Regions from separate parts of the Mus musculus genome. Here regions 2, 3, 4, 5, 6 and 7 are each linked to region 1. Evidence: chromatin contacts called from public HiCAR-type, HiChIP or PLAC-seq and promoter capture Hi-C data. All regions are on one chromosome and are shown on one strand. The core of a region is the stretch at or near the end of the contact, and the rest is flanking DNA. Distances in the headings are between cores, read along the strand shown. Region 1 holds the start of Manf (mesencephalic astrocyte-derived neurotrophic factor). Region 2 holds the start of Cdc25a (cell division cycle 25A). Region 3 holds the start of Nme6 (NME/NM23 nucleoside diphosphate kinase 6). Region 4 holds the start of Nphp3 (nephronophthisis 3 (adolescent)). Region 5 holds the start of Acad11 (acyl-Coenzyme A dehydrogenase family, member 11). Region 6 holds the start of Atrip-trex1 (Atrip-Trex1 readthrough). Region 7 holds the start of Shisa5 (shisa family member 5).

Region 1 (3,439 bases), core at 588-3,087:
GTTAAGTCCAGAAAGGGTATGCAGAGATGGTAGAAGGCACAGGGTCCGAGTCACACTCACCGTATTTTAGTTCACAGATCTGGCTGTCTTTCTTCTTCAGCTTCTCACAGATCTTTTCCACAGGGATATGGTGGGCCAGGGGCTTCGACACCTCATTGATGATCTTGGTGGCAGCATCATCTGTGGCTCCAATGTAGTAGCACTGCAGCAAAAACCAAAACAAAACAAAATGAAAGCCTTGAAAAAAATCTGCATGCATGAGAGCATGTGTCAGAGGCCAGAAGGCATCAGGTTCCCTGGAGCTGCAGTGCAGGGTGCTGTGGATGCTGGAATTGAACTCAGGTCCTCCACAAGAGCAGCACACATTCATAACCAACTCTCCAGTTCCAGACAACTGTTAGGTCACCTTGAAAACCTCTCTTTGCCAAGGCTTCGGTTTGTTAGTCTGCCCAGATCTAGCTGTCCCAGGCCCGAGGCACTTGATATATGCTCAGCTGCAGAGTTAGAGTTCCGATGAGAGACTACCATGGAAATTAAAGCTACAAGAGGCTGATGCTCCGCCAGGGTCCTTGACCTTGACTTGGCCCTGGCCATCTCGGGGCACCTAGCCAACTACTTCTGGTTCCAATCACACCAAATTCATTCTGGTCTTTGGGCACTCCCATTGCCTGAGTTGTGCTCACTCCACCTCACTGACTCCCTGTCCTCAGAGGTAGATACCCACTACTTTCTCTCTCAGCTCCCACCCACCAACTCTCCTAGCTTATTTCCTTCATGGCATCTGGCATCACTGCCTTGCAGTTGCCTGTCATTTTCTCTCCTGGTCTTACCAATATTCAGCTTATAGCAATGTTTAATAAATAGAGGATAAAAACACTTAAACCTCACATTAGTATATATACAAGTCCCATCACAAAGTGGACAGTGCCCAAGAGCCAGGGACAGGCTGGGTGGGTCACCAGCTACTTACCAACCGATTCTCTTTGCCTCTTGCTTCACGGCAAAACTTTATAAGTTCTTCTTCAATAGTGGCTGGTGAAAATGTGACATCTCTGTCTTTGAGGTCCTGGTAAAATCGTCCCAGATAAGAAATACAAACTGGAAAAGAGGGAGGAGATGGTAAGTAATTATTAGTCTCCATTTCCCCTGGAAAAAACTCTGTCAGCAGTTTTGCTAGAAGGGATTAATTTTTTTTTTTAACTCGGGTACTCAGAAGTGCACAGAGCCCTTAGGTTGCTGGGGTCCTTGTACCCAGTTGCATGCTGGGAATGAACATTACCCAAGTGACCCACACACAACCCTCTCTGCTCTTTTCAAGTTTAAGTCTAGAGTGGACACGTGTCCTTGAGGGAACTCATTGTGACCTCATAAGGGACAGATTGAAGGCTGAAGCAAATGATCAAAATGCTCCTCATTCCAAATACATCGAACCCCCAAGTGCAGCTTAGTAACCCCGAGACGGTTGCGGCCCACAGGATGCCTTCCTGTAATCGCTAAAGTGATGGGAAGACAAAAACTCCCGGGATGTGGGCTTCCGGCCAAGTTATTAACGCTACTGAACCGACGCGTTCCCTTAAATGGGTCAACGTCTCTAGGCCCGGGAAATAAGTGAGGCCCTTTCTCCAGCGGAGCCCCGGGACGGGCCGTCGCTCCCACCCTTTCGCTTTCCTTGGGTTTAGCGCCGCCAGGCCGCCCCCATCCGGTCCCCCGCACCTTCACAGTCTCCTGGCCGCAGCGCCCGGCTGTCAGGCAGCACGCTCAGGGCCAGCGCTACCGCCAGCCCGCGCGTAGCCCACATCCTCCTCAGCCGTCTCCACCACCGCCGCCGCCGCGCGAATGAACCGCACCCGGCGCGGTGTTCCGCCTAGTGGGCTGGAACAGAAACCTGAGCTTCCCATTGGTGTGCGATCCCCGCGCCCACCCATATGCTGCATCCTCATTGGTCCACGTGCCCAGGAGCCCAGACCGGCGGCTCCACGCTACCCTCCCTCATTGGCTGCTGCTGTCTGGGACCTAGACAGTTGTCGGTTGCTGATTGAGCCTGGGCGGTCCATAGGGGTGCGGAGGGAAGGTGCACGGGTCGCCATGTTGGGTTAGGGCAGCTGCTTTGGCTGCTTACCCGGAACCCTCTCAATCTATTGACTCGACCCGAATGCCGAGTCTTGGTTCCACACCCACTCCTCCCGACGCCCGGACTCGTAGAGCAGCATTTCTGGCGCCACCCTATAGCCAGTAGGATGGGCGGCGGGAGCATGGATCAGAAGCGGTTCCTTGTTTTGAACTACCACGTGGATTGCCGAGCCAATCAAGGGGAACGTCCACTTTGATTCGCCGGCTTGCTCAGACCCCGCTTTAACCTGGGTCAGACGGCAGAACCTCTTAAACGAAAGGTCTCGGCCTGCCTAGTCGTTTCCCGTCCTGGGCCTCTGAGGACCTCGCGGCAAGGCTGCGAGCAGAGGCGTTGGTCTACCTTCCAAATGGAGGCCATGGGATCTTGGGAGGTTTTGTTCTCCACTCTTGGAGACACGAGGATGGGAACTGGAGACATTACCGCCTGGACTGCCCTAATGCTAAGTGCAAGGGCTTTGGCCACTCGCCCTGGAAGGCGGAATATGGAGAGCGGCCGACTAAGTGCAGAAAAGTATCTGGAGCTAAAAGGGCTTGGAGCCCGGCGACAAGGGTTTGAGAGGGGCACTTATGCTCCCATTCAGTGAAATCAGTGGATCAATATCAGGTATTCATCTTTAATTCACATCACAGCAGTCAAGGGATGGAGGTGGGGGAGTCAGTTGCCAGATATTTACATCTAAAAGTCACATTTTTTGTTGGATTTATAACATGCTACCACAATATATACAGTAAAATGCCTCTTGGGACACTGGCACAAATTTTTTTCTTTAACTTTTCTGGTACAGGTAAGATAATTTTAAGTCAGTTTTTCTTTAGACATGAATACACAAAAGAAATGGTTAGAAGTTTTCTTGTTTTAAATAAGCACAGAATGCCAGAGGTTAAAAACACATTTATAGGGCTTATTACCAATTAGACATACTCTATACATTTTTTTGCTCAAATTCCTGTACAAATACACAGCATTCAAATAGGTATTTACAAATACGCTTTAAACAATGAAAATCAGTATTTCACAATCTTTTCAAAGGATTCTGATCTCTGACCTCCCATTTCCCTCACACTGGCTGGTTTTTCAATAAAAAGTATTCAGAATAGGTCCATTTCATCCAGTTGGGGAAAATGGAGAGAAGTAACACAAATATATTTCACTTTGCATAAAGCAAGGTCAAGGAACTTAACCCTACATTCCCCTCCCTACCTCCTGTGCCATCAAGTGGAGAAAGGAGATGTCTGCATGTGATGACTGGCTGCCTCCGTGGACTGAGGTTCAGACGTGCCTGGAAACAAACCTAAAGCTGCCCTACCT
Region 2 (3,439 bases), core at 332-2,831, 3.0 Mb after region 1:
GACTTTAAATTTCTGCTTCCAACTCCCACATTCTGTAGTTGCAGGTATTTCTCACCTTCCCCAGCTCAAATTACATCCTTTGAGCAATGTAACTGGGGAAGCTCAATGGGGGTAGGGTGGGATGTAGCTTACTTAGAAGTGTTTACCTAACAAGCACAAAACTAAGTTCAGTGGTGAACTGGGAGATCAAATTCAAGGCCATCCTTGACTATAGAGAGTCCAAAGCCAGCCTGACTGCACGGGACCCTGTCTCAAAAGAAAAATATATGGAATCACAAATATGGCCATAGTGAAGATACTTAAGAAGCCCATAACCATGTCTTGTGATATAATGGTTATTCATCTAAATAGTGAATAAAGTAACTACCTTCCCTTCACTCTGGTCCCTCCTGGAATTATTTTTGTGATGTAAGACTTGTAAAGATTAAGTACACTAGTAGAGTTATCACACATGAAACACTGTCATGTACATAAACACTAAATGTTGCCTAGTACTTTTACAGTGATTTGAATGGCTCCCATGGGCTCATATGATTGAATGCTTGATCCCCAACTGTTTGGGAGGGATTTTAGAGAAGGTGTGGCCTTGTTGGAACAGGTGTGTAGATGGGAGTGGGTTTTGAGTTCTTAAAAACCCACACCAGGCAAAGTCTCTCTCTCTCTCTCTCTCTCTCTCTCTCTCTCTCTCTCTCTCTCTCTCTCTCTCTTCCTCCCTCCCTCCCTCCCTCCCTCCCTCCCTCTCCCTCTTCCTTTCTCCATCCCACCTCCCCCCACCCCCTTCTCTCTGCTTGCTATCTGTGGATCATAGCTCTCAACTACTCCTGTTTCAGCCCGGGCTATTAAAAAAAAAAGTCCCTATTTCAAAAATTAATTAAATTAATTAATCAGAGTCTGGAGCAGGAATGGTGGCACATGCCTTTAATTTCAGCATTCGAGAGGCAGAGACAGAGGCAGATCGATCTGAATTCGAGGCCAGACTGGTCTACAGAGCGGGTTCGAGGACAGCTAGGGCTACACAGAGAAACCCAGTCTCGAAAAAGAAAAAAAGAAAGACAAAATCAGAGCCTGAAGTCCTGTGAAGGAAAAGAGGGATCCAGGATCCATGGTACTGTACCACACAGTTAGAGAAGAGCCAACGCCTGGTCCAGATGGCCTTCCCTAGTCTCTCTGTCTCCTAAAAAAAAAAAAAAAAAAAAAAAAAAAAAAAAAAAAAGTGCACAGCACTATGCTCAGTAGCTCAGACAGGTGTGTAGCACACGCTGTAGGAACTACACTACCCAGCATGCAACTGAAAAAGAGCGGGGCCTTTCGGTAGGGACTAGCGCCCCCACAGAAAGTTTCATTGACTCCTTTCTCATTTCAGCCACCTCCCAACTCTTCAGGCTTCGCCCCCACCGAGAGAGGGCGTGACCTCGAGGAGGCCCACGAGACGCTTCCTCCTTTCCTTCTCATTGGTCCGGCTCAGCTGTCATTCGGGAGCGAGGAGAAGTTTGCTTCCTGATTGGTGAATTCCGTTTGGCGCCAACTAGGAAAGGGGCGGGGCGGCGGCTATCCTGAGTGTGCAGCAATTAACGCTAAGGCCACTTTGGTGGTGAGGGAAGTGAAGGTTCCTTCTCTGCGAGCCGGCTACGGAGCAAGGAGGGAGAAAAAAAGTGAGGCGAGTTAGTCGGAGCGGTGGTCTCAAGACTCTTCCTCCACGGAGTTTGTTTGGATTTAATCTTGAGGTTGCAGGCGCCCGCCCGCCTGCGGGCCTCGCGGGACAGAGAGGGAAGCACCGGTGCTTGTGCCTGGCGCCTGCCGAGTCCCCTACGCTCGCCGGTCCGCGCCGCTGCCCGTGGCGGCCGCGTCTCTGAACCGCGGGGTCGTGTTTGTGTTTGACCCGCGGGCGCTGGTGGCGTGGCACGCGGCTGAAGCCGGTGCCAGCGGGGCGGGGCCCGGCGCAGCGGAGGCGGAGGAAGACGGAGCGGGAGTCCGGGCAGGCCCGGCGGCGCCATGGAACTGGGCCCGGAGCCCCCCCACCGCCGCCGCCTGTTCTTCGCTTGCAGCCCCACGCCTGCGCCGCAGCCCACGGGGAAGATGCTGTTTGGCGCGTCAGCTGCTGGCGGACTGTCCCCTGTCACCAACCTGACGGTCACCATGGACCAGCTGGAAGGACTGGGCAGGTGAGAGACCAGCGAGCGATGCCCCAGGCCGCTGGCCTCTGGTCGGCCCTCGGGATGATCCAGCAGGAAACAGAGTCTGTCCACTTGGTTCTGATGCTCCGACCCGGAATGGCCTGGCTAGGGCCCGCCATGTGCACCCTCCCTCCCGGGCGGAATGTTGGGCGGGAGAGGCCGTTCGGATAGTCCAGGGCTATCCTCAGCCAAGAGCCAGACCGCGGAGATCGAGGAAGCCTGCTGGGCATCCTGTCTTGTTCACCCCTTTCAGATTTCTCTCTACGCTGTCTCTATTCCAGAAAAGTCTTTGGAATCTACCCTTATGGGGGTTGGGAGGGAGGGTGAGAATGGGTCCTCCTAGGCCCTCTTTGCTGAACCACCCGCGCCGGATCTTAGTTTCCTGTAAGCTTTGTTCCTTCTCAACAAAGGGACGTGGCATTTTCTTTTCTTGCATTTGTGTAAAATCTATGCAGCCACCTGGCCGGCACGTTTCTTGTATCTACCCATCTACTACCTTTTTTAAGCTATCACTTTTTACCTAACTTTTCCATATTGGAAATCTTCGAGGACTTTGTAGTCCTACACCACTATCACTAACAAAAATGCTTAACACTATTTTTAGTGAAGTTGCTTTTCCTTCGATGTTGGGTATTTCGCCTCCTAAACTTGTCTTACAACTTTTGCAAACCCTGAAAAGCTGGGACTCCTGGCCTAGTCACCTTTGCCCTTACTCCTGGCTCACTCAGAACCTCAGACTGAGGCTCTCCTTTAAGGAAACCCAGCCCTTGCCACAGGCCTGTCTGACAATGTGGCCCAAGGCCAAACCACTCACTCCTTTCTTTGTTTAAATGCCAACTGGGGTATTCTGGGTGGCCAAGTGGGGTGTCCTTGGCTTGGTCTCTCAAAGATGGTTTGTGGCAGCCTGGCTACTTCGTGGCCTGTATGTCACCTTTTTTTTAATCATGTGCTAGAAATTGCTCATGTGGAGGTGCCTCTCTTGGTTTCAGTGACTGTGAGAAAATGGAAGTGAGAAATAACAGCAGTCTACAGAGAATGGGCTCCTCAGAATCGACCGATTCAGGTATTGCCATTACTGTTCATGTGTGTCTATGTATGTGCTCGTGTGTGTTTAGATCAGAAGGCATCAGAGCCGCTGGAGCTGGAGTTACAGGCCATTGTGAGCTGCCTGATATGGCTGCTGGGAACTGAATTTGTCCCCTCTACAGGAGCACCAAGTGCTACTAACCACTAAGCCACTTATTTTTAAGAATTTAATTAAATCA
Region 3 (3,439 bases), core at 568-3,067, 2.9 Mb after region 1:
ACACCCATCATAAACATGGGGGTATCGGCAGAAGGGGCGGAGATGATGACCCTTTTGGCTCCACCCTTCAAGTGGGCCCCGGCCTTCTCCATGGTGGTGAAGACACCAGTAGACTCCACTACATACTCAGCACCGGCCTCACCCCATTTGATGTTAGCGGGGTCTCACTCCTAGAAGATGATGATGGGCTTCCCCGTTGATGACAAGCTTCCCATTCTCGGCCTTGACTGTGCCGTTGAATTTGCCGTGGGTGGAGTCAGGCTGGAACATGTAGACCATGTAGTTGAGGTCAATGAAGGGGTTGTTGATGGCAACAACCTCTACTTTGCCATGTGGAGAGCAGAAGGCAGCCGTGGTGACCAGGCGCCCAATATAGCTAAATCCGTTCACACAAACCTTCACCATTTTGTCTACCGGATGAGGCTGGCACTGCCCAAGAAGATGCAGCTGTCTCTGGAACAGGGAGGAGCAGAGAGCCTCTTCGTTAGTTCTTAACAACAGTTCCAAATAAACCTCTACATCCTCCTTTACATCTGCCCTTTGATTATGCTGGCTTGTTGTTGAGAATGGTTGAAACACATGTAAACTATGCAACCAGTCTTCCACTGTGTGTGTTGTATGTGCATGCAGAAGCCACATAGGCAGAAGGAAAACTGAGCTCATGGGAGGTCTCTTATACTCCAGAGGTATGTTAATGAGGATGAACTATAGAAAGTAAACTTGGGGGGCTGGTGAGATGGCTCAGTGGGTAAGAGCACTGACTGCTCTTCCAAAGGTCCTGAGTTCAAATCCCAGCAACCACATGGTGGCTCACAACCATCCGTAATGAGATCTGACACCCTCTTCTGGTACGTCTGAAGACAGCTACAGTGTACCTGAGCGAGCGAAGTGGACCAGAGCAAGTGGGGCTGATCAGAGTGAGCAAAGGTCCTAAAAATTCAGTTCCCAACAACCACATGAAGGCTCACAACCATCTGTACAGCTACAGTGCACCCATATACATAAAATAAATAATAATATTATTAAAAAAAAAAAAAAAAAGAAAGTAAGTAAACTTGGGCATGGCCGGCCTGGGAAGTAAAATTAAAACAAGATGCCTGACTGCAGGTATATAGTAAGGTTATTCTCATCCCGTGAAAGCAGAAATGAACTCATGCCTTCACCAGCAGGACAGGCAGACAGACAAAAAATGAACTTTCAGACTGGAGAGATGGCTCAGTGTTTAAGAGCACTCACTGATCTTGCAGAGAAGGTGGGTTCGATACCAGAACCCACACAATGGTTCAAAACATCTGTAACTTCAGTTCCAGCTGACAGCCCTTTCTGGCCTCTACTGGCACCAGTCACCCTGGTGCTGTACCCAGACATACCTACAGGCAAAACATCATAATAAATGGATTTTCACACTAGAGAGATAGCTCAGTGGTTAAGGGTACGGCACAGACTGCTCTTCATGGGAACCTGGGTTATATTCCCAATACCCAGGTCTAAGCTCACAGCCATCAGGTTCCAGAGGATCCAGCGCCCTCTCCTGGTTTCATAGGCACAAGGAACGCACGTGAAACATACATGCGCAGGCAGAATACGCTTACACGTAAAAAATTTTTAAATTAAAGCCTTTAAAAAAAATAAAGAAATGGACTTTCCTGAGGAAGATACGCTGTGTAAACAAGCTGCCGGCGCCGCAACAGATCTCTCTAGCCCACCAGGCGTGCAGCGCCAGACTGCAGGATCCGGAGGGCTGCCCTGCCGCGTGCCTGAAGGACCCCAAAGGACCCGTGGGCTATCTTGCTCAGTGCCTGGTGACCAGGAGGATTGGCGGGAGTACCAGGTGAACCCAGAACCCGGGCTCGCTTTGGAGACCGAATAACTGAGTCTGGTGTGGGCTTCGGCCTGTAGTAGAGAAGCCCAGGTTGTTCGGTTGTGTCCTAGAATACGAGGGCAATAGGAGGGTTGGGAGCCAAGACTTAGGGGGCGGCTGGGGAGGGAGGGAGACGAGTAGGAGGTGTGGCTGCAGAAGTGGAGTTGACGGGCCAGCGACCACGTGACTAGCGTGGGCGCTAAAGTAGTGGCTTCCTCAGTTGGCCAGGCAACTTGTAAAACGTGTAAATGTCTGATCGGTTGACAAAGTCAAGCCAGTTTCTTTGCTTGGCAGCACTTTCTTGTAAACCAATAACTAAGACAGCCCTAACCTAACTGGAACCACACCCTCTCTACAGATCGCCGGTCCTCCCAGGAGACCCCTTAGCAGCCTGGCCTTGGAATGGCTAGATCAGGTTCATGCACTGATTCATCCAGCTAAGATCTGTGGAAATCCAGGTATGTACTAGGCACCCTGCGGAGGGACTGAGGTGAAGATGGTGAGCAAAGCGGACTTGTGCTTTCATGAAGCTGTCCTTTATGTGGACTATGTAACCGAAGGAAGCATTGAGAAAGTATGACTGCAGACGTGAGCCGAGTGCAAATGGGCAAGTGGGAGATAAGCAGGGAGTGGAACTTGGGGGCTGGGGGGAGAGGATGGGAACACGTCCTTACACGAAGATAGTCAGGCCAGAAAGGCATGGGACTGAAAACACCTATGACACTGGAGCAGAAGAAGTAAGGTGCACCACATGAACCCAGAGGAGTGCCCAGGGACAGAAGTGCCAAAAAGGGCAGGTTAACGTCCCAGAGTCTGTGTGAGGACCTTTGTCTTCAAAAATCAGAATATCCTTTGGAGGGTTAAAGAGGAGTCTATATGATTAGCTTTCATTCCAGTAGCTGTAATGTTCTTTAGCACAGATTTGCAGAGTGGCGAGAGTAAAGTTTAGACACCATCACAGAGGGTGTCACAGAAGTCCAAGACAAAGGGGTAATGGTAATTATAAGGAAAAGATTTGTATGGACTTTTTTTTTCTGGTTTTGGTTTTTCGAGACAGGGTTTCTCTGTGTAGCCCTGGCTGTCCTGGAACTCACTCTGTAGACCAGGCTGGCCTCGAACTTAGAAGTCCACCTGCCTCTGCCTCCCAAGTGCTGGGATTAAAGGCGTGCTCCACCACTGCCCAACTTGTATGGACGTTTTTGTCCTTACAAATTTGTAGAGGTGAGATTCTCAGAACTTGGTAATAGTGTGGAGAGTGAGGAACTGGGAGTCTCAAGGACATCCCCATGGCCACTGTGCCATGTGACCATCTAGAATATTATTAGGTTAAATGGGTGTGCTGTTCCCGTACTGGTTAGGTGAGGCTTGGCTCCATAGTTAAAATGGAACATCCAGTGTAAGCTGTAAAGAAGATTTGAGCAGAAGAAACATTAGCATAGTTTCTTTGTTTTGCTCTTAACCCTGGTACAACTACCATGGCTGCTAAGCTATATTCAGGCTAAAAATAATGAGAATGTTACCTGATTGTGCCCAGTGTGTGGCCCTGGACACCTTCTCTGTATTTGTAGACAGATAGAA
Region 4 (3,439 bases), core at 347-2,846, 2.9 Mb before region 1:
ACTATTCTCAGCCATCAGTCTCCACCGGCTAAAGAGAGCAGATGGCTAGATTAAGTAAAAGTTTGAAGTTCTAGCTCCAAGGTAACTTAGGACAACTCCCCAGGGCCGTCCCAGCTTCAAAAGTCTCTGCAGGGTTGGCTGAGGTCTTTGCTGGGAATGCTGCACAGAGCAACCTTGCACTGATTCCCCTGCCTTGCCCCAGGTACCTACCCAGCATTCTCTGGTAGACATCTTGCTTGCTTATCTACATCTCAGAGTTGGCTTTCCAAGAATCCTAGGGATGCCTGTGGATGGAGTGAGCCACCAAAGACTATCTTAGGTCAGCCCAAGGAGGCTCTGCATGGACTGATGCTTAAAATGCTACCAGATTTCTTACAGCTGGGGATGGAGTAAGCAAGCACTGGAATAAGATTATATCCCCCTTGGGTAATGAGGCTCCCGGTAATGAGGATGATGGCAGAGAGAGTGGCTGGCATTCGGAGACTGCCTAAGAAAAGGGCAAGTATAAAGATTACCAGCACCCAGCTCACAACAGTGTTGAGTCAAAGCCACTGCTCACTTTTCTGTCCCCTCTAACCTGGGGTACCAATCTGGGATGGGCAGGAAGATAAGTTAGCAGACCAAGGACAACTTGGAACAGTAGCACGCGTTCCCTTCCTGCAAACCCTGTACTTAACAATTTTCTTCCGTCTAGAATAGGGTCCCTGGCATCCTTATCGCCAGGCGTTATAAAACCTGAGCTTATCAAGGATGGGGGTGGGGGGAGAGAAGGGTCGCGGGGGTGGGGGGGTTCAAGTGGTGATGCTTCGAAGTTCTTTCCTGGCTGGCATTATTTATTACATGTTTCCTGAGAGACACACTAGGCACTGAACTGCCTCCAGAAAAGAGCCCTTTAGTCAGGACCACAGAAACAGTTGCGGCAGAGCGGGGGCAGATGGGTATGTGATCTAGTTCTTGCTCACTGAGACAAAGTTCACGCAGAGGGAGCAGAGCTTGTAGGTTTGGGCCTAGTCTGGAACCTTCCCTTCTGGATGTCCGGATCTCCTGGTACCGCCCAGCTTGCCCAGCTCAGTCCTGCCGCCTGCTCCTGCAAAGCAAGTTCTCAGGGCCGCCAGCTCCGTGATACCCATTCCTCTCCTCCCGAGTCTCATTTCTCTCAACCCTCCCTTGTCCAGCTCCTCTACTGGTCTCATTCAGAAGAGCACGCCCCCGCGTGTCTGGTCACGCCCCCAAAGCCTGGCTCCGCCCCACAGGACTCCTGGCCACTCCCCCTCTCGTTGTCCAGCCAGGACCACCTCTCCGACTCTCTGACTGGTTTTCTCTTTCTTCTGCTGCTGCCTTACGCCCCACTTACCGGGCTACGACCCTAAAATCTGGCCCGACACTCTCTCTGGGCACTGCTCTTCTCAACTGACCACACCTCCTCTCGCTGCTACGTCCCACCCCTCTCTGTTAGCCTTAACATCCCCAGCTTGCTCGGCCACGCCCCGAAAGTATGGCTCCGCCCCTTCTCAAGACGGCCACTCTTCTTCAACACCACGCCCCTCTAGTTGCCACGTTACGCCCTTCTCCCCAATCACCAGGCCCGGCTCACTTACTGCTCCGCTCTTCCCTCCAAACTCCGCCCTCTCCTCTACAGCACCTCGCCCCACCATCTAGGCCCCGCCCTTAAGGCCTGGCCACGCCCCGGCCACCTCCCTGCTCCTGGCCACGCTCCTCTCTGATTTTGGTTTCTCCCTGCGGCGCTCCGCCCCGCTTGACAGGCCCCGCCCTCCTGGTCCCGCCTCCTCCTGGCACCCAGCCGACTCTCAGCCTCAGCCGGCCGCGGGCATCATGGGCACAGCCTCGTCGCTGGTGAGTCCCACTGGCGGGGAGGTGATCGAGGACACGTACGGGGCAGGCGGCGGCGAGGCCTGCGAGATCCCGGTGGAAGTGAAACCCAAGGCCCGCCTGCTGCGCAGCTCGTTCCGCAGGGGCGCGGGAGCCGGGCCCGGGTCGCTGCCTCGCGCGGCAGGGGGCGGCGGGCTGCTGGGCGCCAGCTTCAAGTCCACCGGCTCGTCTGTGCCCGAGCTAGAGTATGCGGCGGCCGAGTTCGAGCGGCTCAAGAAAGAGTATGAGATCTTCCGGGTCAGCAAGAACCAGGAGTTGCTGTCCATGGGCCGCCGAGAGGCCAAGCTGGACACGGAGAACAAGCGGCTGCGGGCGGAGCTGCAGGTAACGCGGGACCGAGAGCGTCGCAAGCGGGAGGCTCTGAGGAAACTGAGACCCGAGCGCACCGCTCAGCCGCTTGGTGGCACCACCATCCTACCCCAGCTACAAACCAAGTTGTTTTCTAAATTGTGCAAAAGCTGCTCCTCCTTTATGTGGAATCATTATTTGAGTGTAAACTAATTTCTTATCAGCATCTTCCCCTGCCCCTTTCAATTTACGGTTCATTCATTAAGACACGTTGAATCAACCCAAGTCCTGAAGTCGAAAAATTTCTCAGAGCAACTACACACAAACTCCTCCCGGTTTTAGGTATCTCCAAAATGGAGTTCTTGGGTTAGTTTTCTTCGCGAAGTTCGGCAGATTCTGGGGTTTAATGATACGATAGGAATTTTTCTGGAAACCTCCTGATTTTATGGTTTTTAACTGTTGTGATTAAAAGTCTTCCCTGAGAGTACTCAAACTCTCTTAGTCCATTTAGTTAATGGACTAAACAGTTACTGCAATGCTATTGTAGGCCTTATAACAGATCGCCTTTGATTCATTCGGATACTAGGTAAAGCAGAACTTCTCGGAGTAAAAATATGGGACTATATGCCGTGGGTTCGGAGCCTCTCTGGTGGTCATTTGTTTATACCTTTCTTTTCTGTGAGAGGGATCTCTGACAGCCCAAGAGCTCCCGGCACATCAGAACTTAAATAAACATCACAGATTTTTTTGTAAAAGAAGGCTCCTTCCTTCTAGTAGGGCATCATTCCCATAAGCTATGAAGCCCTTCAGAATCTGCTGGGCTATTAGCATATTATCTGGGAAGCTGTTCTCACCCTCAGCTCCCTGCTCGCCTCACTTTCTACTGGGAGACCAATGTGCTTGCCCTTATAAAGTGGACTTGCGTGTCCCTCGTGTATGATGTCATGTATGTGCACCACTGCCCACTAAGAACCATGTGAATTGCAGGGAGAAGGGGTTAGCAGGATAAAGAGGCCAGTGCAGGGAGGACTGACAGACAGATGTCACAGATCACAGATCAGCAGTTCCAATTCCCTGTGAAACCTGTTGTTCCTTTCTTACCTGCATCATCGTGAGAAAACTCCCTCACATTTATTTCATTCAGCCATGTTGACATTTACTGGAGGCCTCTGATGGATCCAGACGGTGAATGGCTCAGGAGAAGAGTAAAATGATTAATATATAATGCCAAGGAGCACAGGAACCTTCATACGTACTATTC
Region 5 (3,439 bases), core at 396-2,895, 2.8 Mb before region 1:
GGGAACAATCTCACCCAGAAGTTCAGCAGCTGTTAGAAACCGTTCTAAGTTACTGACTACTCAGTAAGCTGAGAAGTGAAGCCACTCAATCTTCTAAGCCCATTTAAGGAGAGCAAAGAGGAGGGGTCAGGAGCCCTGGCAAAGCCAATATTCAGGGATATTCGTGAGCACCCTAGTAACTAACTCTCCCTCACCCTGCTCCATCTAAGTTACACCAAGAGGCATTTAGGAAACGGTGCTCTATCCTCGGCGACTTTACATGAGATATTATACTCTGACAGAGCTTTCTATGCATCAGCCGATGCAGAGCCAGGTAGACTAATAAAGATAATGGTGACAGGAAACTGGGTACAGGACAGCAGGCAGAAGAGCTCCACCATATGGATGGATGGCTTGGATTGTTTGTTTTTTTTTAATAAAATGTTATTTTCCTTCCTTGCAGAAAAAAAGGGGTCTCACTACACAGCCCAAAGTGGCCTACAACTCCTGTAGCCCAGACTGACCTGGACCTCACGACAACCCCCTCTACCTCACCCTCCCGAATGCTACGATGAATCGTGAGCCAACTCGCTTGGTGAAGAATATCTTCTGACTAGCATAAGACATGGCCTTGCCCATCTGGGAACTGGACCTCCACAGCAGGAAAGGAGCGGCAGGAGGCCGGCTGAATCCCTCGCGCGGAGCGTGGCCCTGCCCGCCCCGTCATGGATCACCTGTAGGGATTGGAATCCAACACCTCGTCGCTCATCTCCTGGATGCGGGTCCGGCCGCAGTGGCCGTCCCCTCCAGAGCGCCGGGTTCTCTCCCGGGCGAGTTCCTGCTCCAGCTCCTCAACCCGCTGTCGCAGCCGCTCCACCGAGTCGGCCATGGCTGGGCTCCCGGTGGCCTCCGATCCCAGGCCGGACCGCCGCCGTCGCCGTCGTCGCCGCCTCCCCACGCTGCCTCGCTGGGCCCACGAAGCGCAGGAGGAACAGACACAGCCTTCCAGGTCCAGACACCGGCGAAGCGGCTCCAAGGCTCCCAGTAAGACACGTCTCCGGCACGCCCACCGGGCTTCCGGCGTGCCACTTCCGGTGCGCCGCCGCCATCGCTCCGCTCGGTAAAAAAAAAAAAAAAATAATAATAATAAATAAAAACACTCCTCAAAACACTTAGCTTTCTTCTCTAGAACCAAGACCCAGGTCTCAGCAGAGCCAGCATCATATGTGTCCAGATCAAGTCGACGGCCATTCCGTCTTTCCTATCTAGGAGGCCATGAGAAACACCAGGGTCTTTTAATGCAGGCTCAAGGTTCTGGCGGACTCTCTTCTTGCACGGACCGCACAGGTCTTCCGCTGGCGCGTCCTTAGTCTAGGGTGACAGCTGTTTGTCTTCATTCGCCAGAGTCACGTTTGCGACCTTGTTTTTCTATAAGACTGAGGACTCCAGCTCTGACGCTGAGGGTAAATTCTAAGTCTGGTCCCACAACAGGCAATTCTTTTATTTCTCCACCAGACTCCGAGTCCCAGACTCCGCCTCCCACATGGCTTTGCAGCAACACTGCCCAGAGTCCCGGTGATTGGCTTCTCCTAAGCCCCGCCCGACCACGCCCCCCCCCCCCCCCCCCCAAGTGCCGGTCTCCTTTCTGCCTTGGCGCAACCTCCGTACAGTCTGTGGATTCCTCGGTGACAACAGTGGCGGTCATGGAGACGGATGTCACCAGTGACACCGTGGAAGTGCTACCCCAGCACAAGTTCGACCTCAGGTCCCTGGAGGCCTACCTGAATCAGCACTTGCCGGGCTTTGGGTCAGATTCCCGGGCTGTGCTGACTGTTACTCAATACAGGTATCAACCATAGCCTTTGCCTCCTGGGAACATGTCTGTGCTTGGTGCTTCGCTTCCTTTGGCCCTGGGTGGGTGTCTCATTTGCCCGGTCGGGATTTCTTTCCCTGCAAGGATGCTTCCTGGATAATTTGTACTCGAATCCCAGGCTAGTCTGAATTAGAGGGCAGGAGCAGAGGTGCAGTATCCATTATGCAGTGCAGTCTTGTTAAGGACTAAAATTATGTGTCTAATTCACCGAGAGTGTTGCGGCTGAACACTCTTGAATTCCTAATAGATATCTTCTGTGACCTTCTGTGCTACAATCTAAAGATCAGTTTCTGAGGGGCTGGTGCCATTTTGTTTAATTGACCTTAGTCACCTGGGGCTAGGTTAATAATACCAGCTAAAATATACCAATTCGATTCTAGACATTCCACTTCACTGTTTTTAGCACCACTTAAGGCCTAAGTTCTTGAAGCAAGGGAATTAAACGGGAGGAGGTGACTCCAAGAATACCTTTCCCCACTGACAAGTGAATCTGGTTTTAGTCTGGTGTTTTGTAAATAGAGAGGGTATTTTTTGTTTGGTTTTTGATTTTTGTTTTTTTTTTACTTTTATACAGTTCCAGTATAAAACCATTTCATATGGTTTCAGTAAACTGTGCCTGGCCTTTCTATCTGGGGATTTAACTGTAACATAAATTCAGAGATCAAAGTTCCTTTCCTGTAATATTTGCCTGTATCCATTAGTCTTGATAAAGAAATGAAGTGATTTAGGTGAAAGGACTTAAGCATTGAAATATCCGTGGAGAGGTGGAATAAGTAATAGTTGACACTTCTAAACTTAATACTTTGTGTTGTAAACAGACTGAAGCAGGTCAAAGTTCACATTTCAGTGATTAGTTCACTCTGTGGAATTTGGCCAGCTTATTGTCCTGCTTTCAGATAAAGGTTATATATGTTCACATTACTGTGGTCCTGTGCAGACTTAAAATAATTCTGAATTAAGTTGATGTTCACCAAAATCATGCTCAATACATGAAATTAGTTGTGATACAAAAAAAAGTACTTCTGAAGTCAAACCTAGGGCTACATGGCTTTAATCCCAACAATCTAAAGATCCCTGGAGATTGGAGGCTGAGGAAAAATGATTGTGAATTTGAGGCCAGTCTGGGCTATGTAGCAATCCTTGGTTTCAAACACTATTTTTCCAGGAATGTTATATAATCTTGATTTAACATAGATGTACATATTCAACAGAGAAAACACATTCATTTTCAGGACATATGAAAAATTATAAAAATAAAAGTAGATAGATAGAAAGAGAGAGAAATAGTAAGGCCACAAAAATCTCAAAGGAATCTTTTAAAAGTTTAGACCAGTTCTATGGCTTATCAGGTAAAGGCACCTGCTGCTGAGCCTGACAACCTGAGACAACCCCCTGGAAACTACATTGTGGAAAGAGAGAGACAGATCCTGCATGTTGTCCTCTGACCCCCACACGTGTGCCACCAAATAAATAAATATAAAGGGGGAAAACACACATTTTGACAATATAAATGCAACTTTTTAATAGGATTAAAACAGCAAAGAAATGCTATCCAGAAACGACTTGTTTTGTGTGTTGAAAAGCCAA
Region 6 (3,439 bases), core at 418-2,917, 2.2 Mb after region 1:
TTTAATACCAAAATGAATGAATTAGCTGCAAATACAATAAGTTAGGGCTGGAAGGATAGCCTAACAGTAGAGTGTCTGTGTATAGCATGTGTGAAGGTAAAGTCCTGAGTTCAATTCTCAGCATTACAACCAAACAGGCAAAACAAAACACAAACAAACAACCCAAAAGTCACATACCTTTTCTTTAAGTTCTTTGTATTGTATCTGAAGTACTTCTAATTCAAAATTATCTTTAACTGGAATATCTTCTCTGCTTTTCCTTATAGGACTATTTGGTAACCCATCTAATCGGCGGACCTTATGAGCACCTGTATAAAAAGTAGTTGCCCTTAGGTTGAGCATGGTGGCACAGAACTGCAATCCCAACACTTGTGAAGTAGAGCTATGGGGATCTCAAATTCAAGGCTAGCCTTGCTAGAGATCGAGAACCTGTCTGGAAAAAATAATCCCATGTATACTGCGGGGCTCAGTATGTATCCACCTTTGTCATAAAATGCAGAAGGAGTCACTCTTGAAAGCCAAGTTGAGAAAGACCCAGGTAACAGCTCCGAGCATGGTATAAACACATAAAGAATCCTTATGGCATAGCATATCTGAATTCTCTCGCTTTATACCTCACCCACTTTCTAGACTCTCAGCTCATAGCTGAACAGAGATTGCACTGGCTGTGACTCTACCATAACTACTATTTACTACAACATGTTAGGCATAGGATCTGCTGGTTTTAAAGACTGATGGTGAACCAAATGGATACATTCCAGGGGGAGGTGGGGCTCCAGGGATGGAGTAAGGTAGAGTACCGGGTGATGTAGGGCCAAGGAAGGGGGAGGCAGCATTGCTTTGTGCCATTTCGTGGAAAGTTGCGTCTAACCACTGCCGCATATGACAGCTGGTCAGCAATGAGTGTTTTCCAATGCCTGGTTTTCCATGCAATATTGCTGGAGAGATGGAGGGCCAGCCACATTTCCAGGGATAATCCTATTTTTCAGATGCTGTAAGTGCTAAGTACATTCGCAAGGTGCCCATCAAACCCTCCTGACACTTAACTTATTCCCCAAGAGTGTAAGCTCTAAGAAGAAAAGCAGCTTTGGCATTTCTTGCCCATTGCCTGTTTGCCATGCCTAACCTTTGGGCAACTGGCATTTTTGTGTAAGACTCTCTTTCATCTCTTGCCTCTGTCAGACGCCTTCTAATGCTCTTCTGCCCAAGGGTTACAATGGGGTGCATACCATCTAAATGGGAGGCCATTTAACATTCTGGATGTCTCACCGCCAAATCAGAGGTCTGCACCACCCGCCGGGGGAAAAGGCCCCTCAGGCACTCACTGGACAGGTTCCGAGGCGCGACGGGACACTGGCTCAGGGCCTGTGACGCGAGGATGTCGAGTTCCTCTAGGTCGTCCGCAGTAAATTCCGCGTGCTCACCGAATGGGTCTTCGGGGTCCGGGACTGTGGTCTCAGAGAAGCTCCGGGCCCGCTTGCTCGGAGGGTTCTCAATGGATCGAGACAGACCGGGGAAAGGCTCCAGGCCGCCACTCTGTTTCCTGTGGCTGTTCGGTGCGGGGGTCCCGGCCATGACTACCTTCAACCCGCAGCATCCGAAGACGCCAAGCACAGCCTTGTCCACAGAAAGCCTGAGCTGGCCCAACCGCCCGCGCGCCGCCGTTCCCCTCGCCTTCCAGCGTCTCCCCAGCCTGCGGGCCAATCAGCTGCCAGCTACCGGGCACAGATGGGTGACGTGTACAGAGCGCGCCGTTACCCGGGACAGGCTCCTGCGTGTCTGGGCTCAGTACGAAGGGGTCCCCGGTGATGCCAGGGTACTACAGTGCTGTCAGGATTATCCCGGTTGCGAGATCGAGGAGCGTCTGCCCGACCACACCTGAGGCGGTTCCCCGTGGCACTGTGTAGAATACAGAGCCCTAGAGAAGCAGGCAGCGTTCAGGGGTCAGCTCTCCCTGACCTCACTCCTCGCGGCTGACCCACCTCTCTCATGTCCAGAGACTCTTTTAGGGAGGAGGCTGGGAAGAGCAGACTTGGGGAGGAGAAGGAATGCTTTTCTTCCTGGAAGCAGAGATCTTCCAGGATAACAAATGTTTCAAGTATGTATATTTGAGAAAAAAAAAAAAAAAAAAAGGCTGGGAAGGATGGTCTCGAGAACGGCGTGCCTATTCGGAACTGCTCCAACTGTTAACTTCCATTTATTTCTTGGAGAGTCTTTATGTCCTGAGCGCTGGTTGCGTAGAGACAATGAAGCTCAAGAGGTCAAGGAAGGCTCGCTGGGAGTGGTCCTTGAATTACCCAACAGATTGAGGGGGAAATAGCAAGAAAAATGGGTTAGGAGGCAGACGCATGATGTTTCTGAGAAAAATTCATCTTCGACAAGGATGCCAGGTGGATGCCTCCTCTTTGCGACAGACTTCATGGAGGAGCAATGATTTGAGTTGGGCTTGGGTGTATGACTGGCTTTTATGAGCTGAAGTGGTGGGCAGAACAGATACCAGAAATGGCGGATTAGCATTGGAAGGCAACAAGATCAAGACTTTTCTACTCCGTTTGCTCAATGCCAGACTTAGTTTGTGAACCTACCAATGTTTGCTGAGGCGTTGGGCGGAAAGGAGAGCGCTCAGGCTTAGAATGCCTTAGGCCTGCCAACCCACCCCCACCCCACCCCTGCCTCATTATTTTTTATGTGTGTTTTACCTTCATGTATGTATGTGCATCACATGCATGTATGCCTGGTGCCTACAGTGGTCAGAAGGCATTGCATCACTTAGAACTGCCTTAGTTTCTTGATTCAGCTGCTGGTAGTTTTCCCATAGCTGCCCAACATAATGTTGAATGTTCAAGTCTCCCAGCAGCCCCCCACCCCCTTTGGTTATATGTCAAGACATATAACCAAAGCTGGCCCAGAACTCCAGAATGTCCTTCCTCCCGCTGAGTGCTGGGATTATAGACATGAGTTTTTGTTTGTTTGTTTTGTTTTTGTTTTTTGTTTTTGAGATGGCCTCAAACTTCTAATCCTGTCTCAGTCTCTAAAGTGCTAGAATTGTGAGTGTGGGCTACCAGGCGTGGCTGATTGCCCAGGTTGTAATAGCTACGATCTTTGGTTCTGGAAACAGGACATTGTCAGGAGGGATTACGTTCTACCAAATAAACGAGAAGTTTTGGGGGCAGGAGGCTATGACTGCTGATAAGTATTTTCAGCAGCACCGGGCTAGGTGCCAGCTGACAAGGCCCTATGGGCTTTAAGCCCAAAGAAGATGCTTTTTGGAGATGACCAAAGCAAGCTGATTTGTTTGTTTTATATTTGGGTGTTTTGCTTCCATGTAGATCTGAGGCCAGAAGAGGGCATCAGCTCCTTTGGAACTGGAATTACAGTGAGCCATCATATGGGTGTTGGGAATTGAACCCAGAACCCCTAGAAGAGCAGTGAGTGCTAT
Region 7 (3,439 bases), core at 549-3,048, 2.1 Mb after region 1:
CTCTCCTGGGCATATACCCAGAAGACGTTCCAACTGGTAATAAGAACACATCCTCCACTATGTTCATAGCAGCCTTTTTATAATAGCCAGAAGCTGTAAAGAACCCAGATGTCCCTCAACAGAGGAATGGATACAGAAAATGTGGTACATTTACACAATGGAGTACTACTCGGCTATTAAAAACAATGAATTTATGAAATTCTTGGACAAATGGATGTATCTGGAGGATATCATCCTTAGTGAGGTAACCCAATCACAAAAGAAGCCATTAGGTATGCACTCACTGATAAGTGGATATTAGCCCAGAAACATAGAACACCCAAGCTACAATTTGCAAAACACAAGAAAATCAAGAAGAGGGAAGACCAATGAATGGGTAGATACTTCATTCCTCCTTAGACTAGGGAACAAAATACCCATGAAAGGAGTTACAGAGACAAAGTTTGGAGCTAAGATGAAAGGATGGACTATTCAGAGACTACCCCACCTGGGGATCCATCCCATAATCAGCCACCAAACCCAGACACTATTGCATATGCCAGAAAGATTTTGCTGAAGGGACCCTGTTATAGCTGTCTCGTATGAGGCTATGCCAGTGCCTGGCAAATACAGAAGTGGATGCTCACAGTCATCTATAAGATGGAACACAGGGCCCCCAATGGAGAAGCTAGAGAAAACACCCAAGGAGCTGAAGGGGTCTGCAACCCTATAGGTGGAACAACAATATGAACTAACCAGTACCCCCAGAGCTCGTATCTTTAGCTGCATATGTAGCAGAAGATGGCCTAGTCGGCCATCACTGGGAAGAGAGTCCCCTTGGTATTGCAAACTTTATATACCCCAGTATAGGGGAATGCCAGGGCCAAGAAGCAGGAGTTGGTGGGTAGGGGAGCAGGGCGGGGGGAGGGTATAGGGAACTTTTGGGATAGCATTTGAAATGCATATAAAGAAAATATCTAATAAAAAATTAAAAAAAAAGATTTTGCTGATATGACCCTGATATAGCTGTCTCTTGTGAGGCTATGCCAGTGCCTGGCCAATACAGAAGTGGATGCTCACAGTCTATTGGATAGAACACAGGACCCCCAATAAAGGAGCTAGAGAAAGTACCCAAAGGAGCTAAAGGGGTCTGCAACCCTATAGGAGGAACAATATAAACTAACCAGTACTCCTGGGCAGTGCAAGTTCACATTCCTCCGTTCCCTGGCCTTGTTAGGAACTTTGTCCCACATTGAGGGGAAGGGGCAGCCTGTGTGTACCCTAGGAGCTGTTAGTTCTTAACTCAGGATTGGATCCCTGAGCCAGGGTGAGCAGTTACCTGGAGGTGGTCTTGGTCACTGGGGAGTGACATTCCTCAGACTGAGGTCCTGGAAATCTGCTAAAAGGGACTTGACTTTGTTGAGCACCATTCCCTGCTTCAAGCAGCGGGATCCTCCTCCGGTGAATCTGTGTGAGGCTCCAAGGAGCCAGCAAGAAAATCGCAGCTTCCCTGAGGGCAAATTGGAGGCGCGCACCAGCTGTACACTGCTGGCGCTCAAGTGTTAGGATAACGTTGCCACAGAGATCCTTTTCTAGCACCTAAGTCAGCTGCAAGGGGGGGGGGTCTTTCCGCAAAAGTATGCAGTGAGCAGAGGGCAACTTGGATGCACCAGCCCCTTCCTCCTGCATCTGGGAAACCTGTCTCAAATTTTCGTGGACCGGTGCTGGAGGGACTCCCATGGCCAGGCTGGGAGGGGCGGCCGCTTCCCTTCTCTTCCCTCCCACTTCTTCCCCCTCCCTCCCACCTCCTCCCCTCTCGGGCGGGGGTTCCGGAAACCGGCCGGGGCGGGGCAAGGAGGCTAGGGCCGCGCTGGTCGCGGAGGTTGCGGCGGCACCGTGGTCTTGGGCTTGGTCCGTCTGTTCGTCCGTCCGTTGGTCTGTCCCGCCATGGCTGCGCCGGCGCCCTCTCTGTGGACCCTATTGCTGCTGCTGTTGCTGCTGCCGCCGCCTCCGGGTGGTGAGCCTGGGAGGAGGGGGCGGTGTGTGCTCCCTAGGGACCGGGTCGGGTCAGACACTTCCCCTAGCTGTCTCTGGAATGAGCCAGACAGGACCAGCCTTGGAGTGCTTCGACTTGACTCCCTGAAAACCAGGGGGGCGTCTGCGAACCCCACCACTGACTTCATCTTGTCACCTCTTCCCTCCTGAGCTGATACTGACTACCTTTGTTGTGTCCTTCACGGTGTGAAGGCCCTACCTGTTCCAGGGGCTGGAGCAAGACTCCCGCCTGGGGTTAGCTTCAGGCTCAAAGACAGCCTGGCCCTTCCAGCAAAGACTTTCCCTCTCAGCTTGTTTCCTGGCTGGGAGCCCCGCCGCCTGTTGCCTCTACAGCCCTGTGTTCCAGGAGAAGCTGGGCCCTAAGGCTGGCTTGGGGAGGAGACACCTCTTTCCCTTTTCATCATTAGAGGGATGACTCACTTGGGCTTGGGAGGGCAGGCTGGGGGCCTATTCGGGTGTGTATTGGAACAGTCCCCTGCCGGTCATGGGAAACTGATTCTGTTGTGATGGGTGGCTTCCTGGAGGAAAAGGGCTGTTTCCTGAGGGCTGACATGAATTTGGAAATGAGAACAGAGTCAGCCCATCCCCCGAGTGAGGCTCTGGGAGAGCGGGACAACTCAGACTATAGAGAGTTTCGTTCTGTGTCTGGAGGGTCTCAGCCTTGAAGACCCACTGGTGTGGACATCAGTAGATGCCACCTGTCTTTAATCTCAACACTCCAAAGGCAGAGGCAGGAGGATCTCTGTGAATTTGAGGCCAGTCTGGTCTAGGCTGTGAGTTTCCAGGTGAACTAGGGCTATATAGTGAGACCCTACCCTAAAAAGAAAGCAAGAAGTCTCACTGGTGTGGGCTGTTCAGCCTCCGAATCGCAGCCTGGCTCACTTTCATGTGGTGAGTTGGCTAAGCCTGCAGTGGTCAGATAGACCCATTTCATAGCAAGGTTTGGCCCAAAACAACAAAACTGTAGCCCTCTTTACCTCCAAGTTAACTTTTCACAGCCTGTCATAGCACCTCTTCCCCTGGGCCTCATTCTAGTAGCCCCAAGGCACATGCTCTATCTCCTGCCTGATCTGGCTGGGCTCTCTGACCAGGGTTCATGTGCTGGCTCAGGACTGCTTCCAGACGGATACTTAAGGGACTGTCCCATGTGAGCCTTGATGAGGGTCTTTCACGTGGGGTTCTCCTGTGTTTGGGTTTCAGGTTTGCTAGTGTAGCCTAAGGACACGGACATGGTGTGTGGCATCTTCCCAGAGTGTTGTAAAGCTTGTTGGTACCCGGTGTTGGCGCCCGTCTCTCAACGTGACCTTGTTTATTGGGATTTGCTTGTTTGTTCTTGGACTGAGAGTCTACGTGCAAGGGTCTCACACAGTGCCACACTTTCTAATACCACCACACGCCTAGCCTA

What was found. HiCAR-type assays count read pairs that join an accessible place to other places. HiChIP or PLAC-seq counts read pairs in DNA pulled down with a chosen protein or histone mark. Capture Hi-C pulls out chosen DNA fragments and counts their contacts.
Region 2: a promoter capture Hi-C map of adipose tissue shows a contact between it and region 1, with 5 times the contacts expected there. The contact joins the promoter of Cdc25a here to the promoter of Manf in region 1. A contact is called at or near these places in 2 of 39 promoter capture datasets (liver and pre-B cells), 5 of 484 Hi-C or Micro-C datasets (CD4 T cells, CD8 T cells and regulatory T cells) and 2 of 9 other capture datasets (adipose tissue and liver).
Region 3: a contact with region 1 is called in a promoter capture Hi-C map of liver, with 4 times the contacts expected there. The contact joins the promoter of Nme6 here to the promoter of Manf in region 1. A contact is called at or near these places in 3 of 39 promoter capture datasets (liver and pre-B cells) and 1 of 9 other capture datasets (liver).
Region 4: a contact with region 1 is called in a promoter capture Hi-C map of liver, with 4 times the contacts expected there. The contact joins the promoter of Nphp3 here to the promoter of Manf in region 1. A contact is called at or near these places in 1 of 115 datasets of contacts at active chromatin or transcription factors (astrocytes) and 2 of 9 other capture datasets (adipose tissue and liver).
Region 5: a contact with region 1 is called in a HiCAR-type map of astrocytes, with 4 times the contacts expected there. The contact joins the promoter of Acad11 here to the promoter of Manf in region 1. A contact is called at or near these places in 1 of 39 promoter capture datasets (liver) and 1 of 115 datasets of contacts at active chromatin or transcription factors (astrocytes).
Region 6: a promoter capture Hi-C map of liver shows a contact between it and region 1, with 5 times the contacts expected there. The contact joins the promoter of Atrip-trex1 here to the promoter of Manf in region 1. A contact is called at or near these places in 1 of 39 promoter capture datasets (erythroid cells), 2 of 484 Hi-C or Micro-C datasets (B cells and CD4 T cells), 1 of 115 datasets of contacts at active chromatin or transcription factors (double positive thymocytes) and 1 of 9 other capture datasets (liver).
Region 7: an H3K27ac HiChIP or PLAC-seq map of double positive thymocytes shows a contact between it and region 1, with 10 times the contacts expected there. The contact joins the promoter of Shisa5 here to the promoter of Manf in region 1. A contact is called at or near these places in 1 of 484 Hi-C or Micro-C datasets (B cells) and 1 of 115 datasets of contacts at active chromatin or transcription factors (double positive thymocytes).

What each region holds. Positions count from the first base shown.
Region 1 is chr9:106,890,101-106,893,539 of GRCm38.p6, forward strand. It overlaps Manf (mesencephalic astrocyte-derived neurotrophic factor), which reads right to left and starts at 1,838. Exons shown (of 4, transcript NM_029103.4): 1 at 1,714-1,838; 2 at 971-1,098; 3 at 61-202. The coding sequence starts at 1,798. It overlaps Dock3 (dedicator of cyto-kinesis 3), which reads right to left. Exons shown (of 53, transcript NM_153413.2): 53 at 2,725-3,439.
Region 2 is chr9:109,873,998-109,877,436 of GRCm38.p6, forward strand. Cdc25a (cell division cycle 25A) reads left to right here and starts at 1,582. Exons shown (of 15, transcript NM_007658.3): 1 at 1,582-2,162; 2 at 3,164-3,237. The coding sequence starts at 1,993.
Region 3 is chr9:109,830,977-109,834,415 of GRCm38.p6, forward strand. Nme6 (NME/NM23 nucleoside diphosphate kinase 6) reads left to right here and starts at 1,818. Exons shown (of 7, transcript NM_018757.1): 1 at 1,818-1,831; 2 at 2,220-2,319. It also overlaps the pseudogene 3000002C10Rik.
Region 4 is chr9:104,000,948-104,004,386 of GRCm38.p6, forward strand. Nphp3 (nephronophthisis 3 (adolescent)) reads left to right here and starts at 1,597. Exons shown (of 27, transcript NM_028721.3): 1 at 1,597-2,214. The coding sequence starts at 1,834. Gm33054 (predicted gene, 33054) reads right to left here and starts at 1,412. Exons shown (of 2, transcript NR_168653.1): 1 at 1,355-1,412; 2 at 813-1,087.
Region 5 is chr9:104,062,079-104,065,517 of GRCm38.p6, forward strand. It overlaps Acad11 (acyl-Coenzyme A dehydrogenase family, member 11), which reads left to right and starts at 1,646. Exons shown (of 20, transcript NM_175324.4): 1 at 1,646-1,825. The coding sequence starts at 1,683. It overlaps Uba5 (ubiquitin-like modifier activating enzyme 5), which reads right to left and starts at 1,043. Exons shown (of 12, transcript NM_025692.3): 1 at 714-1,043. The coding sequence starts at 868.
Region 6 is chr9:109,072,430-109,075,868 of GRCm38.p6, forward strand. Atrip-trex1 (Atrip-Trex1 readthrough) reads right to left here and starts at 1,668. Exons shown (of 14, transcript NR_153412.1): 1 at 1,230-1,668; 2 at 178-308. Atrip (ATR interacting protein) reads right to left here and starts at 1,695. Exons shown (of 13, transcript NM_172774.3): 1 at 1,326-1,695; 2 at 178-308. The coding sequence starts at 1,575.
Region 7 is chr9:109,036,769-109,040,207 of GRCm38.p6, forward strand. Shisa5 (shisa family member 5) reads left to right here and starts at 1,799. Exons shown (of 6, transcript NM_025858.3): 1 at 1,799-1,996. The coding sequence starts at 1,927.